3 separate regions of the Sus scrofa genome follow, and regions 1 and 3 are each linked to region 2. A link is a contact called in public Hi-C data. All regions are on one chromosome and are shown on one strand. Each heading gives the region's core, a stretch centred on a gene start, on an enhancer-like site or on the middle of the called end of the contact. The rest is flanking DNA. Distances are from core to core; before and after follow the strand shown.

Region 1 (2,976 bases), core at 293-2,792, 120 kb before region 2:
TCCTGGGGCTTTGGAGCAGGCTACTGTTGACAACTCCTAAGTTTCTCTCTACACCAGACCTCTCTGCTCCCATCCTGACCCCAATACCCCAAGGACCTAAGGGACATTTCAAGTACAAACAGCTCAAAATTGAACTCATCTTCCTCTTGCCAGTGCATTTCATCACCCCCCGCCCGGTGTCCTCCCCACCCCAACACACACACACACTTGGCAGTCCTTGACCTTCCTCACGTCTAGTCCATAAAGCTATCCCGGCCTGAGCTATGCCCTATTAACCAGGAAGAGCTAGACTTCCGTCAGATTAAAGACCCTCCCTGAGGCTCTCCCTTCCAGACTCCAGCAAGCACTGCTGTGCTGCAGGTGCGCCCACCATGCACGGGAGGTCACGCCCTTTTCCTTCTTTCTGAGCCCCGACTCCCCACACCCAGGCCAGGCCCCTATATGCCCATTTCGAAAGCACTAGCATGCACTATGCAGGATCCACTTCCTTATGTCACTGGGGGAAAAAATAATAATAATAATAATAATGCCCTTCAGGAAGCCGCTGTCAACTTTTCTGAAGCAAGAACTGAAAAAAGCAGCTCCCGTCTCCCAACATTACCATCTCCGAGGAAAATTCTTCAACAATGAAATAACCACATATTTCATAAAACAAACCCAAAAGGAGTTCAACCAGTCTGTTAAACAGTAACAGGTTGCAAAGCCAGAACTAACCTGGATGAGGACTTCAAGCTGTGACAAAAAGAACACGAAATCAAGTTACAAATGGTCAAAGTCCACTGACTGACTGAATGACCCTCTGCCATTTCTGACAGCTGCACACCTGCTGTTCAGCAGTGGTGATTTTTTTTTTTTTTTTTTTTTGCCTGTTCAGCCTCGACCTGCTGAAACATAGCTCAGATGCAAATATTTTAGGAGGATACACTTCCTTAATACTGGACTATCAAAGCAAGGCCGAGCAGATTTTTCCAAGAATACAAGGTCTCATTCGAAGAGCAGACTTACAGTTTCAGCTCAGTTCAACTTTGTGGACAGACTACATACACCTCAATGAAGTTCTTTTCCTCAGTGTCTTTAAGGAGCATTTCTATGACTGATCCCAACACAAGGAGGGTTAATTATAAACTCTCAGGGTACCACTTGACGACCCAGGCACTGGTGGCAGCTGCAAGGACAGAGGTCATGTATGCTTCTCTCTAGAATAAAATTCTCTTTACCCCCACGTTAAGGTGATTACTCAAACTTTAAAGACTCCCTGTGCCCCGCCCCCCATTCCAGCCTACTCGAATTTTCCTTAGGCTGATTGACTCTAGGAAAACAAGGATTGCATTATGCTTGCCTCCTTGCAATGAGGTCAGTTCTAGTTTCAAATTCCCTTTCAGAACAACCCCAAGGCCACAGACTGTTAGAAACCCCAGCTGCTTGATAGCACAGGAGGGCCTCAGCCATGACAAGGGAGCATTACTCAAGTCCTAATCAGCAAATGCATCCTACACCCAGACTGGCATCCTTGCAGGTCGATTCCGACACGCTGGGCAGAAACACGTCTGAAAACAAACCCAGTCTCGGCTCCTCCTCCCAAAGCTCCTCGGCCAAAGCCAGGCTGCAGTGCAACGTTCAGCGGTGATTTTCTCCAACTGGCACCATCTGTGCAAGCCCTGCCAGACGTGCTGACAGAGCAGGCTGCGTAGACCATTACTAATCCACCAGGGTCAACGGGGTCAGGCCTGCAACACGATGCCTATAGATTTCAAAGGCAGGCCTTCCCTCCATGCCAGCTAATCCATCTATGTTGAAAAGCAAGCACATTTTTAGTCCACTTTCTTTTAAATTTCAAAGGAAAAAAAAAAAATCTCATTTTTAAAGCTCTTAAGCGAGGGAGTAGCTTGCATGTAGTCGGCGCCCTGATACCAGTTAAACTGTATGAGGCCTTCAGGGCATGAGGCTCACTGTCGATCCTTTGCCAAAACTGGGTCAAGAGACCAAGAGGATAACTCTCCTCAGATGACAAAAAGCCTTCAAAAGAAGAGGGACACCATGGATCAAGACTCAGTCTCTGTGGCCAAGAGTCCCCTACCCCAAGCTGAGCCTACAAACAAAGAGTAAATGCCAGCAGCTTGTCTCCCAGGATCACAAAGTGTGAGCTGAGGCAGTGTCAGCTGGGCTGGTAAGTAGCATTACCCACCACCTACTGCAGAATTCTGCCATGAGCAATGCCCCTACTATCGGCTACCCTCCAAGCGTTTGCTAAATACCTACTGGGTGCCAAGAGCTCATGTTTCTTTGCATTTCTGCAGTGTCTCCATTAAGGAACCAGGATGACTGTGAGTCTAGTACCTCAGCCTTGGACTGGCCCGAAGAGGCCCATGGCCCCACGAAAGCAGGATGGTGACCTTGTCTTCCAAGTGTCCCTGGGCAGCACAGACTTGCTGCAGGCCTGCTGCAGTAACAAAATAAAGCAGCTTGTAGATACTTTTATGAATACCAATGTGTGTGTGTCAGGACCAACACTGCCATCATTTCTTTGTAGTAGATGGTATGTTATTCTAGATCTTCAAAAGATGACTCAATCTAAGAGCCCAAAAAACTCCAACGGCCACAAAACTAAAACATCACCCCAAGCTCCAAAGAACCTAGAGCTTTTGTTCATAATAATTAAAGGTTTAAAGACATTTCACGATAAGTGACTTCATCTTCTTACATGTGCTTAGGTATCAGTTTCTCCCCTTACCAGAGTTTAAACGGCTACAGAGGTAGGAGTTAGGAGGAATTTGCAGGTTAAAAAATAATGAATGATTCCTTTAACCCAGATCATTTTCCTTGCACAGCAAGCTGGGAGGGTCACAGATCTGACAAGGCTGCCCCAGCCTAATCTGAGGAGCCGGTTTGCATGAGTTCCTATTAAGGACTTTCTTCTTCTGGTTTTTCTAAGCTTCAAGCAACTACAGAAAACTCCGGGCTAAGCCAGCTCTCAAC
Region 2 (2,916 bases), core at 291-2,790:
AGTTTACATCTCTTTAGTTCTCTCAAAATGAAAAAGATTACAGGATCACAGTCTCCTTCGAACCAATGAAGCATATGCTACTGGCCTTGAAATTCAAAAGCAGAGAGAGAAAAATAAAAATGGGAGCGCATTCACACTTCTGAATTTATTCCTCTCCTCTCCGACACATCTATACATTGACTGAGCTGGCCAAGAATGGAAAGCTTTCCTAGATCAGTTGAGTACTTTTTGAATTACACTGAAAATAAGGCCCACCCCCATTATGCTATGTTTCCTAGGTCAAGAAAGAGCATGCCATGGAGGTCTCATTGGGATTCAGTAGGTTAAGGTCTGACATACTCTCTGAAGATGCAGGTTCAGTCCCTGGCCTCCCTCAGTGGGTTGAGGCTATGGTGTTGCCGTGAACTCTGACATAGTTTGCAGATGGGGCTCGGATCTGGCGTTGCTGTGGCTGGGGCATAGGCCTTAGCTGCAGCTCCAATTTGACCCCTAGCCCCTAGCTCAGGAACTTCCATATGCTCCAGGTGCAGCCAAAAAAAAAAAAAAACCCCACCTCCGTCAGTCACCAAGTCCTGCTGAAAACCAATCTCCTAAATATCTTTGGACTCCAGCCATTTTTCTGCATTCCTAATGCTTCTCCCCCAGGTAGGGCTACTGTTATCTCCCAACTAGAATGCAGCAAAAACCTCCTCACTGGTCTGTCTTCAAATCTGCCTTCATCCATTCTTCACACCAGTTACACTGACCTTTCTAGGAAGCAAATCTCTTACTGGCATTAGGGTATATTCCAGACATCTGAACATACTTCCAACTGTGATCTGGCTCTGAGCAACACCTCAGGCCAGTTACCTTGCTTTCCTCCATCACGCTCCATACTGCCAGGCTAGGTGCTTCTCATTCTCCTCAAACACACACACACACACTCACACTTACACACTCACACTAACCCAGGACTTTGGCACATACTCCTACAAAGACCTGCAACATCCTCTCTGTGCCATCTTCCTTCTCCCTCTTAAAATTTAACCTGTAAGAGTAGCACTTAGTAGGTGTTCAATAAACACCTTTGTTACTGAAGAAAGGAATGAACAGGGTGCCCACGCTACTAAGTATGTGACCAAGTGGAGTTTTCTGAATTAAAATTACTTGTCAGTCTCTGAATAGGGCACCAGAACATGGAAATCCAGTTATGCAGGTTATACAAGTGCTGGATCTAAAGGAGAAAGTGCAAGATGACCTAGATTCAGCATTTGTTCTCCGTGGCTCCTATTTTATTTACACCCCTGGCCACTACTCTTTGACGTCAGCTCCATTTAGAAAGGACAGCGCTGATTGGTTACACCATTAATCGCCCTCAGATCCCCAGGTCAAAATGCTAAAATAGGAAACACTTAAAATGAGTTCACCCTTATCTCTCTTAACTCTAAGCAAACTTGCATTCAAGAGGATCTCCCACTCTCTAAAACGATGCTGTGGTAACTTGGAAGTCACCCTGCCCTACACTGAATTTTGTTTAAGTTCCCCTGATAACATGTGATGAAATAGTTCCTCTGGCCAATTACAGTCCCTAGTTACTATTTACCCCAGGCAAGAACCGAGATCTGGGTGTAGATGTTTACTCTGAAAAAACCGGTAATCGGAACCGGCTTCCACCCATTCAAGAGCACCTTGATCCTACAAGAGAGAGCCTACAAGAGAAAATCCAAAGTATTCTGCATGGGAAGAGGGGGTATTTTTAAACACTTACAGGGTGCCTCCACACCACCTTTCCATCTCACCCCAGCCATGCCCAGCCCTTGTGTCCTCTGATCCAGGTACAGGACTTAGAGACTTCCAAGCCAACCTCTGTGCTTTGTGCTGGCTCTTCCCACTGATGGAATATAGGGCCATTCCAGTCTCATTCCTCACCCTGTCCTGTGCCTGGTACATTCTCCCCATCCCCCAACAGAATCAGTTAGTCCCTCCTTGGTCCCTCTTTTCCATCCCTCTCTCAAGCCACCACCGAACCCATTAGATACTGCAATTATTACTCAGGTATCCCTCTCCTCTATCACCTTGAGAGCTGATTATAAGCAGATGCTCCACTACACTCATATTGAGATACTTGGTGTAAAAAATAATTCCTAGCATATGGTAGTCAGTGAATGGCAACTAAATGAATGAATCTGCTTCCTCTCTGCCCACAACTGACCAGACAACACAATTATCAGAATCTGACCACAATCCCATCCATCATGATTCTCTACATCATAAACAGTAACAGAAAACCAAACATGCAAGGACTACAGTTGACCTGCTATGAAGACTTTGGGTAAACTGTAGGACTAACTGTCATAATGACAAGCAAACAGCTCAGCCTCTGACAACAGAACCTTGAACTGTTGTTCCAATTTGATCAGCAGTTGGAAGCAGGTCAAACAGAATGTTGAGAGATTTTAAGTGACACTAACTGGTCTTATTTATTTATTTATTTATTTATTTATTTATTTATTTGCTACACCCACGGCATGCGGAAGCTCCTGGGCCAGAGAACCCATGCCCCAGCAGTGACAACATGAGATCCTTAACCCGATGTGCCACCAGGGAACTCCCTGGCCTTTTAACATATTGGCACAGCAACTTTTGCTGAACACCAGTGATATCCTTTCTCATAAAAGGACTATGAAGTTGCGTTAGAAAAGATTCCCTGACCTTCGTGTAAGGGCTTTTCAGCCTGGTAAATGAATTAAGGTAACTATAAGGCATTGCTTATACATGTCACGGAAGCAGTATGAATAGGAGACTATTGGCATTTACAGGAGGATGAAGACAAGCTTTTTGTTTTGGGGCCTTTTACTCTATATTGCTGGTAGGATGGTAAATGTAGTTCTAAGATGACAAGTTTGGCTTCTTTAAAGGTTTGCACAGGGTTTGTTT
Region 3 (3,284 bases), core at 49-2,548, 120 kb after region 2:
AAAAAAAAAAAATAGCCACTGGCCTATTTATATTGTTAGCTGTATTTCCCATATTTCAACAAATCTAAGTAATGTCTTCAAGACATACTATTGTTATATGTCCTTAAGAGAGAACAACTGCCAATGACACTGATACCCCCATGGTTGTAAGACATCTGAGAAGTTAAAAATGAAAAAGTTCTTAGAATTAAAGAAATACATTGTTAGTAATTTCCATTGACTTTATAAGAGTTTTAGGGTATACATGAATGCACAGACTGCTGAAATAGGTTTGTTCTTATGTGTTAGTAGTCCTCTTAAAATGTAACAAAACATGTGACAAATGGCCTTTTACTAAAGTCATTTTTCTCACCAACTGAGTATGTGCACACTGGAATGTATTAGGCCTCTGAATAGCAAGTAATGAGAAAAGATTTCTGTGTTCTCACTACCTAACTTCACATGCTTTGTAACCAATTTTCCATTACTGACATTTTTTTTTCCCCAAATACCAGATACTTGGTGGCCCCTACTAAATCAGTACTCAGTGTTCCCTCTGCTGGCTTTGCAGTACATGAAGTAATTCTTAATGCTACTCTTTAAGCCACATTAACAGTAAACCAAGATAATTTTGCAAAAAAAAATTCCTGTTTTAGAATAATAGAGTAATTGTTTTTATTAGCAATGATGCTATACATTCCAAATTTTGAATTAATGTAAATATTTTTAATCTTGTTTCATTTATTAAACTAATAATGAAACTATTTGAGATGTAATATAATATCTGCTAGTTCTTTTATTCTGCTCCGCACACCTGTACAACATAAAATATCAATCCATAAAATGGTATGGGGTATAGATAGAAATAAGATTGTATCCCACTGCTTAATATATTCCTATAGCATAGTGAGGGGAAAAAAAATCTGAAGGGAAATTAGTTTAACAGATCTCTTGGATTTGCACTGATTTGCAAGATTTTGCCTGGCCTTGGTTATAGAAACTATGATTGTAGGCGCTGTTCTGACCTAACAAGTATTCAGTTCAAAGAAAATAAAGAGAAAAGAAATACTTGTCTTTGTTACTTTAGTAGATAGGGAAGAAGCCTGAGAAATTTGATGTCCTTGGCCTTTGCCAACTAAAAGGCCTCAGGCTTTTTGGTTCCATACTTTATGGCAAAGAACCCTCCATCCAAAGCTCCTTTTCTTCTCAATCCGGTAGGCAAACGTAATTTGCACTCCATTTTGGGGGGGCTGATGAAGTTGTACTAGAACTGGACTTTCCTTTGGGTTGGGGGGCATGTTGAAAATTAATGTATGGAAGTAATTCTTATTTGCAAAATATCAAAATAGGGTCTGGGGGTAAAATGAAGTCCATGAATGATTTTTACTATTAGAATGAACTGAAAGATAAAAACCCTGCATTTCTAATAACTTTTTACCATTTTCTACCCCTTCCTAATCAGTGACTGGCACCTGGTAGGTTTATGTATGCACTTCATACCAGCGCCAACTCATTTTTCCTTTCCTTTCAGTATCCTCATGAGAACAAGAAGAAAACGGGTGTTTCCACTGGGCCACGGAGATTTGAAGCATAAATACAAGCTTCTGTCTGCCCCATTTCGCGAGGCAGGAGCAGGGCACACCCACTGGGAGCCTGGGTTTGCTCTGCCACCAGCCGGCTCCCAATCCGGGGAGAAGCCGCCGCCAGGTGGCAGCGCTGAGCCTCCCTGCACTCGCATGGAGACGTGGGAAAACGTGGAGACTGTCAGACTTCTTTCTTCTCCCCCTTCCACCTCTCCCGAACCCTTATCATCCCACACTCTTCCAACGTGTTTAGGTAGCAGTTTAAATGATCAGAGGTTATAGAGTGTGTCGATGAATCTTGATGATTTTTTTTTAAATCATAAATCGAGTTTGGGGCAACGAACAGTTTTGGCCTCCTGTTCACTTGTCAAAGCTCCCAGACACTGGAGACGCCAAGGCTAGCTCCGGTTTGGGTCTAGTAAGTGAACCGGGCAGTTATCAATTACCGTGTCCGTATCTTGCTGAAGCTGCAAGTAGTTAGAAGTCTCTCTCCGAGAGCCGCTGCAAAGGAGGCGCGCTTTACTTAAGGACTGGCAACGGATACCCCTCCTCCTGGAAAGATGGTCTCAGCCAGACGCCTGACCGAGCGCAGCGACTCGGTGGCGCAGGCTCGGCGCTCTTCCTGCCCTGAGCTCGGAGAGGATTCGGCGGGGATTAATGGTGCTCAGCCGCGTTCCGCCGCGCCGGCTGAGACTGGCCTTGCGATTATGGTTACAGGGAGGAAATAAATTGGAATCGACTCAGGCTGTGCTTTTTGGAGGAAAGTCTTTCCTACTGTAAACATGTTTCAGGCGATCCTGTCAGCAGTACTTTAACACCCGTCTTCCGTTTAGGTTTACGACCGGGGAAGAAGCTGAACACACACACACACACACACACACACACACACGCCCCCGCGCCCTCGCCAGCTCCTAGCCCTCCTTTGAAGTTGCAACTGGCCGCCTCTAGCCGGGGGGTGGTTTCCCGGGTGCTCGGCTTCTACATTTCCCCTCTCCACAGGGCCAGCTGGGCCCCTGGCTATGGTGCCCAGTTCCGTCCCTGACCGGAACTGACAGCCACTCGGCCCCCTGGCTTCCCCCGCGCCTTCGCTTTGGACGCCTAAATGTTCCGTGCGCGCTGTGCGTCTGGAACCCACGCTCCGGCTGGCATGCGGCATTCGTACACCGGCTGGGCACTCCCTCCCCGGTTCCACTGAGCCGGCAGCTGCCCGATCAAGAGGGCAGAGCAGGGCGTGTGCGCGGCGGGCGGGGGGAGGAAAAGGCTGTATAGGACGAAGGGAGGTTGACAATTGGTTGCACCCAAACCTTCAAGCGTCCCTTCTCCAGGGATTTCGAAGAGGCCAGCCTGCCTCGGTGCCGCCTCCCGTGCTGTAAAGGCGAGGGAATCGTGGAGTCGCGGCACCCGGGTCCCAAGGCATGGGCACACCAACGCCCCTTGTGACTCGACCTCGGGTCTCATGTTTGGGAGGAGGAAGCTGGCAGGTAAATCAGTGGTAGAGTCTGCGCCCCAGGCGCAGTTACTTAGAAGCAGAGCATGTGTGTGGGGGTGCAGGGTTCCTGCTCGCTTTGTTTCCCCCCCTTCCCCCCGCCCCGCCCCTCCCCGGGTTCGCTTGTCTGCCTTTCCGCAGGCTACCGCGGCAGCCAGGCCCGCGGGCAGGCATTCGGGTGGGGCTGCATAGCCCCACCCCCACCCCATCCCGTGGGGCGCCCTGAAACCATCCCT

What was found. Hi-C and Micro-C count contacts between places; a contact is called where the count stands out from the background.
Region 1: a Hi-C map of liver shows a contact between it and region 2, with 8 times the contacts expected there. The contact joins two enhancer-like sites. A contact is called at or near these places in 1 of 5 promoter capture datasets (liver) and 3 of 47 Hi-C or Micro-C datasets (liver and skeletal muscle).
Region 3: a Hi-C map of liver shows a contact between it and region 2, with 2.6 times the contacts expected there. The contact joins the promoter of SOX4 here to the enhancer-like site in region 2. A contact is called at or near these places in 5 of 47 Hi-C or Micro-C datasets (embryonic fibroblasts, epiblast stem cells, liver and 1 more).

Annotation. Positions count from the first base shown.
Region 1 is chr7:17,120,052-17,123,027 of Sscrofa11.1, reverse strand. All of the region lies in intron 3 of LOC100512907 (a long non-coding RNA gene), which reads right to left. Among named protein-coding and RNA genes, the nearest start is that of SOX4, 230 kb to the right of the region's middle. Within about 2 kb of position 1,542, at least 30 of the 83 cell types and tissues checked have an H3K27ac peak or open chromatin away from gene starts, as enhancers often do. A contact at or near this core is called in liver, where this site is marked.
Region 2 is chr7:17,004,920-17,007,835 of Sscrofa11.1, reverse strand. All of the region lies in intron 2 of LOC100512907 (a long non-coding RNA gene), which reads right to left. Among named protein-coding and RNA genes, the nearest start is that of SOX4, 120 kb to the right of the region's middle. Within about 2 kb of position 1,540, at least 8 of the 83 cell types and tissues checked have an H3K27ac peak or open chromatin away from gene starts, as enhancers often do. A contact at or near this core is called in liver, where this site is marked.
Region 3 is chr7:16,884,848-16,888,131 of Sscrofa11.1, reverse strand. SOX4 (transcription factor SOX-4) reads right to left here and starts at 1,298. Exons shown (of 1, transcript XM_013977467.2): 1 at 1-1,298.